Regions from separate parts of the Sus scrofa genome. Here region 2 is linked to region 1. The links are chromatin contacts, called in public HiChIP or PLAC-seq maps. All regions are on one chromosome and are shown on one strand. Each heading gives the region's core, a stretch centred on a gene start, on an enhancer-like site or on the middle of the called end of the contact. The rest is flanking DNA. Distances are from core to core; before and after follow the strand shown. Region 1 holds the start of COQ10B (coenzyme Q-binding protein COQ10 homolog B, mitochondrial). Region 2 holds the start of RFTN2 (raftlin-2).

Region 1 (3,516 bases), core at 727-3,226:
TAATGTTAGAGAAGGTTGGAACTGGACTGTGTTGAGGATTATGGGTCAGGAGAAATTATGCTTGACTTGGAATTTATTCTCAATGAGAAGTTATTGAAGAGTTCCAAGTAAGAGGGTGCTAGTTCATAAATCAGGTCTTCAAGTTATTTTTTAAGAGTAATCGAGTGGCCTGGTGAAAGTTCAAGTTATATAAAACCTGATTTACATATAAGTAACATTTCTTAAAGAACACTGACACTCTTCAGTTTGACTGGGAAGAGAAAATCAGATTAAAGAATGGCTGAGAACGAGTTCCCACTGTCACATCGTGGGTTAAGGACCCAGTGTTGCCACAGCTTTGGCTGGGATTTGACTCCTGGCCTGGGAGTTTCCATATGCTGTGGGTGAGACCAAAAAAAAAAAAAAAAAAAAAAAAAAAGAATGGTAAGAATGGTTGAAGAACACTCAGCCAGCAGATGAGGGGGATACCTGAGAATATGGCTTCAAAAATACAAGAAAAAGCTTTTGAAAAATTAAAGCTGTTTATAAAAATTAGATGGGTTTATTTCCAAAGGTAATGTAAGATAAGTCAATGAAAATGGTTAACTAAATGCTGCATGACTGTGGAAAAGGATCAAATACATGAACTGTATGAATGAACTTATCCCGTAGATTCATCTCTTAGACTAAGGGTGTCATGTGTTCCTGAAAATCCTTAAAAATATGTTCAGTGAATTTTAAAGGTAGTAATAATACTAACAACATTTTCTGAGTAAACTCATACACTTTGCTTTAAAGTGGTAGTATACCAATAAAAATTAGTAATAGTTACTCTGCTAAATGAAGCAGAACAGTAGAAATAAAATAAGCTACTAATTTGGCTTGTTGGTATTTAAAAAATTTATTGAATCTAAAAGTTCTGGAGCGAATCCAAATTTGTGCCTTCTCTCTCCACCCTGTACAGTTTACAACTGGAATTCATGTTAAACGTTAATTTTAATTTTCGAGCATAATGTATTAAAATGTCATTAATAAATGGAAACTACGCGGTCTAAGTATGGAATCCTTCATGTCTCCACCTCCATCACCTAACAAAAAAAACCCAACAACCAGGAAAAGTGAAGGCAGATTCTGGCTCAAGGTGTTACAGGATCGCTAAGCTCCAACAGCACGGAAAACAAAATCCACAAGTCCCCTATTTCGGCTTCAATTGAGTTTAGCAAGCACCAAAGGCCGGGGGCAAAAACTGTTAACAAGAAACTGAGAAAGCAAGTCTGGCCATTGGGCACGCTCACCGCCAGGCAACAAACTCCCACAAACCCATCAACTCGCAACTCTGGCGCTGCAGTTAACTTTCCGAGAGCAGCATAAGTAGGCCCGGAAGAGCCCAAAGGCACCTCCGCGGAGCTGCTTTATCAGCTGCTTCTAAAGTCGCTAGGCGGATGATTCACCGCCTCTCGCGAGGGCAACGAACTACAAACAGACGGGGCATCCGGAACAGGCCAGCGAGCCTCAGCCCAACGCGGGGGGGCGGGCGGGGAATGCGCGCGGCCCCAAAGGCAGCAGACCTACCCTTTCTCTCCAGAGACCGGGAAACTCATCGGGCTCGCCTATTTCACCCCAAATGACCCCGGTCCCTTTGCTCGGCAAGGCTGGGCGGAAAACTACCCCCAATGCGGCGAACCCATTGTTCATTACCTGATGTTCCGCGGAGGCCCCTGCGCAGGAGCCGGGACTCCGGTCGCTGTCGCCGATTTTGGACGGCATCCCGAGACCACCTTTCTCAAGGTTCTCTGGCCTGTCCGAGCTGCCACAAACATCTTACCGAAGCCGGTGCGCCTCTGGGACCAGGCAGACGGCACCGCCCTCCTTCCCGGGGCCCGACCTTCCCGGCGCCGGCGCCTTCCAGCCAATCGGCGGGCCCCCTGAGCCGCCAGACACGCCCCTTCTCCCTCCCAGATTGCGCAGAGCTGACGCACATTCCCACTGCCGCAGGGCGTCCTGTAAACGCGCTCGTCATCCTTCCTGCCAATCAGAGGGGGCGTAGGGCCATCGGTACCCACCTCTTTCCGCCGGCCACTCTCTAGTTCCTGCCGCGCGCTTGGGCGCCTTACGTAAGGTCCACGGTGACCGCTCACCCCCCTTCCCGCGCTGGAACTCTTCCCCGGATTCGTCAACCGCCGCGGTTCTCTTGGGTGCTGTTTCCGGTCGTGAGGCTCGCCACATGAGCGCAGCCCGGGGGCGGGAGGAAGCCCGAAATTCTAGGTGTTAGTTATGTAACTATCCAAACCGGTGAGTGCTGGGTCGGACCTGCCATCCCTGCTGGCCGTCAGTCTTGTTGTTAATGATTGTCTAATACAGTACCTGCCGTGCTTACCCAGTGAGGTTGGTGTGAGGGCAGTGTAAGGCCATGTCGTTAGGAAAGAGACTCGGGGGCGTTTGCTTTCTGCCTGTGTAGGCAACATTTTAATTGGTGTTCGTATGTGATAATGCTTTGTGCAGTTGAAATCCGTTGCTAGAAAGCATATTAAGCATTTTCCAGTACAACACAGGAGGTTCTTGTCCATTGAGGTGGTTCTGAGCTGCATCGAAATAATCCAATATCAGATTACTTTCGAATACCCAGTCCCTGCTCTTCTTGTCTTGAACTTTAAATATTGCCTCAAACATATTGCTTTAAAACACGTTTTAAAAAGTTTTATTGAAGTATAGTTGATTTACATTAAAACACATCTTAACCGTATTACTCCCCCACTCAATACCCCAGTGGTTACCAGTTGTCTACAAAATACAGGCATTGCACTAGGACATCCTACTGACTCCTATTGCAAACTACTGGTATTGTTAACTAGAAGGCCTGTTAACATTTTCAGTGCAAGACATGATGTACTTGTGTACTTAATATAAGGCTTTTTTTTTTTTGGACTTTTTAGGAATATGGAAATTTCCAGGCTCGAGGTTGAATCAGAGCTGCAGCTGTTGGCCTCCGCCACAGCTACAGCAACCCACTGAGCAGGGCCAGAATCAAACTCATATCTTCATGGATACTAGTCGGATTCATTACCGCAGAGCCACAACGGGAACGCCAAGGCCTTCTTTTGTTAAATCCAAAATTTTCTCACTGAACTCTTCCCAGACACAAGAAAATATCTATTGAATTGAGTCACCCAATTGAATAGTTTACCAATTAAAACTTATAAGGCAAATAAAGGAATTTTTGTAATAGATGACAGTGTAGAGTACTCATTTGACTTCTCAGCAAAGGAAAGAATAATATAAACTTAAAGGTGATAATAAACTCTGGTTGAGTTTTAGTAGATGACAGTGCTTCCACAAATGGGGGCTAAAAATCTGTCTCTACAATAGGAGAAGATTGGTAGTAAATTGAAACTCAGCAGAGACCTGTGGGAAGCAGTATGTTAGAGTCCAAACCAGTTATGCTGCCAAAAATATATTTGATACAACACCACCTATTAAGTATTCTTGACAAAATAATTGAATCTGAATCTGGTCAAGCTTTTATGTTACACCAGTTTA
Region 2 (3,040 bases), core at 111-2,610, 160 kb before region 1:
GCATCTAATATTGTGCCTCCAATATAGCAGGCAGTTATTAAGTATAATGAGTACTTAATAAATAATCTCCCAGGCACGGCAACAGGGACAAGTGAACTTCAGATATTCTACTACTGCCATCCAGGAGCTCACAGCCCATCTTACAAAAGAGGACATGAAAAATGACAGCCATGAAAGCACTAGGAATAGTCAAATGAGTCACACGAGGTTAGCGTCTGCTGTCTTTTTAGCCAAATTTACCCAAAAATTCCTTACCACCAACCACACTCATCCTTGAGACTATGAAATTTTCCTCTGTTAAAAATATTTCTAAAAAGTAAACTATTTCGAGACGAGTAAGCAGAAGGAAGGGACAAGCGGTCACATCAATCTACAGACTAAATAATCTACCCCCCTTTGAGAGTTCTCATGTGACCTCGTCTATATAACCAAAATATCTCTTCAGGCTTGTGTTTAAAAATCTGAAATGTGATCAAGGTTTATTTTGTGAATAACAGGAATGGTGGCAGAACCATTTCCTTTTTATTACTACTCTCAACTCTGTTTTATAATGTTAGCACATTAACAAATTAATGGTATTCACCAGGCGTACTGTTAAGATATGAGATAAGATTATCTCATTCGACCTTCATAACACGCTTATGAAGTAAGTACTATTATTAGCTCCATTTTATAGGGGAGGAAACTGAAACTTGAAGAGGTCCAGTAACTTGCCCAATATCACGTCTCTAGTTGGCACTAGAGGCAGGATTTGAATCCAGGAAGTCTGATTCCAGGGCTCCCAGTTTTGATGAGTGCACCATTCTACCTGACCTGTAAATAGTAAAGTACCCATTGCAGTAAATACCCATTACAATTATAAATTGTTCTTGACTTCAGGTAAATGGCAATTTCTAAGACTGAATGAATCAAATTGTCACTTTTGTTGTTGTTTTCTTTTAATTAAGGATGCTCTGGGACTTGTGGAAGTGTTTATTAGTTATTATCATAAACCTTCTAATAGTATTTTAAACTTAAAGAAGTTTAGGGAAACTAATTACCCCACATTACTCTCTCTCTCCTTTGTGATTAAATGAAGTCTTTTATTATAATATTTCATACAAACTTTTATATGTGGCAGTTTTAACTAGCATATGATTTTTCCAGCAAAAACGAAACTTCATGTGGAAAGAAATCCTGAAGAGAGCTATCTAAAAACTAAAAGTGGGTTGTTGTTTTTTTTAACTTTAACGTGTCTCCTTTTAGACTCCAGAAACAGTTTTCTCATAAAGCTGACTTCCTTTCTGGAAATGATTTTTGTTTCCAACCATGTTGAGAATCCATTTCTCTCTCCCTCTATTTCTCTCTCTCTCCCCCCCCCCCAACCCCTCTCTCTCTCTCTCTCTCTGTCTGTGTCTCCCTCTGTCTCTCTCTCTGTCTGTCTGTCTCTCTCTCTCCCTTCTTGCTTGGTAGTAACTAGGAAGAAGGAGGGGTGGGCACAGGAAAAAGGGAAAAGAGAAAACAGAAAAAGAATTGCATGCCACTATGTCTGAATATATCCTCTACTTGTAGATAATTCCATCTAATTTGCACTTTTGTCTTTTTATTTCCGTTTTTGGACACCTCCTTTATCATCCAGCCAACTGGGATAGACAAAGCACTGTTGGTGCCCTGAGCGACAGAACTCTGGTAGGGGGCTGGCTGTAAATTGACGTGGCATGGAAATTCTTCGCTAAGTTGTAGCAGCTTGCATGTTTCTCCTAAGAGCAAGCCCAGCCTCCCGGAGCTGTAGCTTAATCATCATGGGTTCAACGACTTTACAGAAAAATGGATAGAAGTCTTCTGCTCCTTTCTTTGGACTCAAATGTTTTCTTTTTGAATATCTATGATTTAGCTGAAAAAATCAAAGCAGTTAAGTCTGTAACTTTCTTTTTGCAGCTTAAACAACAGAATTTGCTGCTCTCCCTCCCCTATCCTGCAATTTAATTCCTTACAGATTTTGCCATGGGGTGCGGACTTAGAAAGCTAGAAGACCCTGATGATAGCAGCCCTGGAAAAATATTTTCTACCCTGAAGAGACCGCAAGTGGAAACAAAGGCAGAATTTGCTTACGAATATGTATTGCTGGATTTTACTTTACAAGGTACTTTTTGCTTCTTTTTATTTGTTTAATGAAAGATTTCAAAGATAAGGGACTACTGGTTTTTTTAAGTATTGGTTCGTGAATTTTTAAACTGCCCTTCATAATCAGATTGTACAGTCAATCTAACAGTAATGCTTTGTTTCTTCCACTCTGAAAGATTTTTGTTTTGTTTGCTTTGTTTTTTTGTAAATTTGGTTCTTATGTACTTTATAAAATTAGAAAAAGTTCTTGGAAATATGTCTTTCATTTTTAAATCAAGTGCTTATTTGTAGAAGGATATATGAAAAAGATTTGATTTCCAAGCCAAACAGCTATACCCTTAATGACAGTCTGTGTTTTGAAAAAAGATCTGCAAGGCACAAGAAGGTAGCATACAAGAAATATTACTTGCATCATGTAGACGAGTGTTTGCTAAGACAATTCCGAGGTTTCCAGCTATGGTTAAATGTTCTGATTGTGCTAGTCACTTGATATTTTTGACCAAACTAAACTTGAAGTTTGAAAATACAGTAAAAAAGAAAAAAGGGGGGAAAAAATAGTCTTCTGTAAGACACTTCCTTTGCTTGGTGCCTAACAGAGAAACTCCCTGTTCCAGAAAGTTGGAAACACAAATAAACAAGCCCAGATGGCAGCCCTGTGCAAGGAACAGAGGCAGCTCTACTTCACAAATACTTTGCCTCACTTCTTTGGGAAACTTCAGAGTTCTGTACAACCACAATGATAAAACTGCATTTTTTTAAAAGAGCAGAACTATGTCTTTAATTACAGGATACTAAGAATGAAATTTCGAGTGTCTTGCTTGCTGTTAGAATTTCCAGATGTCAGTATCTTAAGCTCTTATTACGAAGTTATACTTTTAATTCTAATAAGCCACAAATTTTATCAGTTAATAGAAGGCTTATACTAAGTAAATTATCA

Evidence for each region. HiChIP or PLAC-seq counts read pairs in DNA pulled down with a chosen protein or histone mark.
Region 2: an H3K27ac HiChIP or PLAC-seq map of skeletal muscle shows a contact between it and region 1. The contact joins the promoter of RFTN2 here to the promoter of COQ10B in region 1. A contact is called at or near these places in 1 of 47 Hi-C or Micro-C datasets (embryonic fibroblasts) and 2 of 2 datasets of contacts at active chromatin or transcription factors (alveolar macrophages and skeletal muscle).

Annotation. Positions count from the first base shown.
Region 1 is chr15:101,336,472-101,339,987 of Sscrofa11.1, reverse strand. COQ10B (coenzyme Q-binding protein COQ10 homolog B, mitochondrial) reads right to left here and starts at 1,976. Exons shown (of 5, transcript XM_001928774.5): 1 at 1,678-1,976. The coding sequence starts at 1,799. It overlaps SF3B1 (splicing factor 3B subunit 1), which reads left to right and starts at 1,970. Exons shown (of 26, transcript XM_001928794.4): 1 at 1,970-2,271.
Region 2 is chr15:101,499,246-101,502,285 of Sscrofa11.1, reverse strand. It overlaps RFTN2 (raftlin-2), which reads left to right and starts at 1,360. Exons shown (of 9, transcript XM_021075725.1): 1 at 1,360-2,122. The coding sequence starts at 1,984.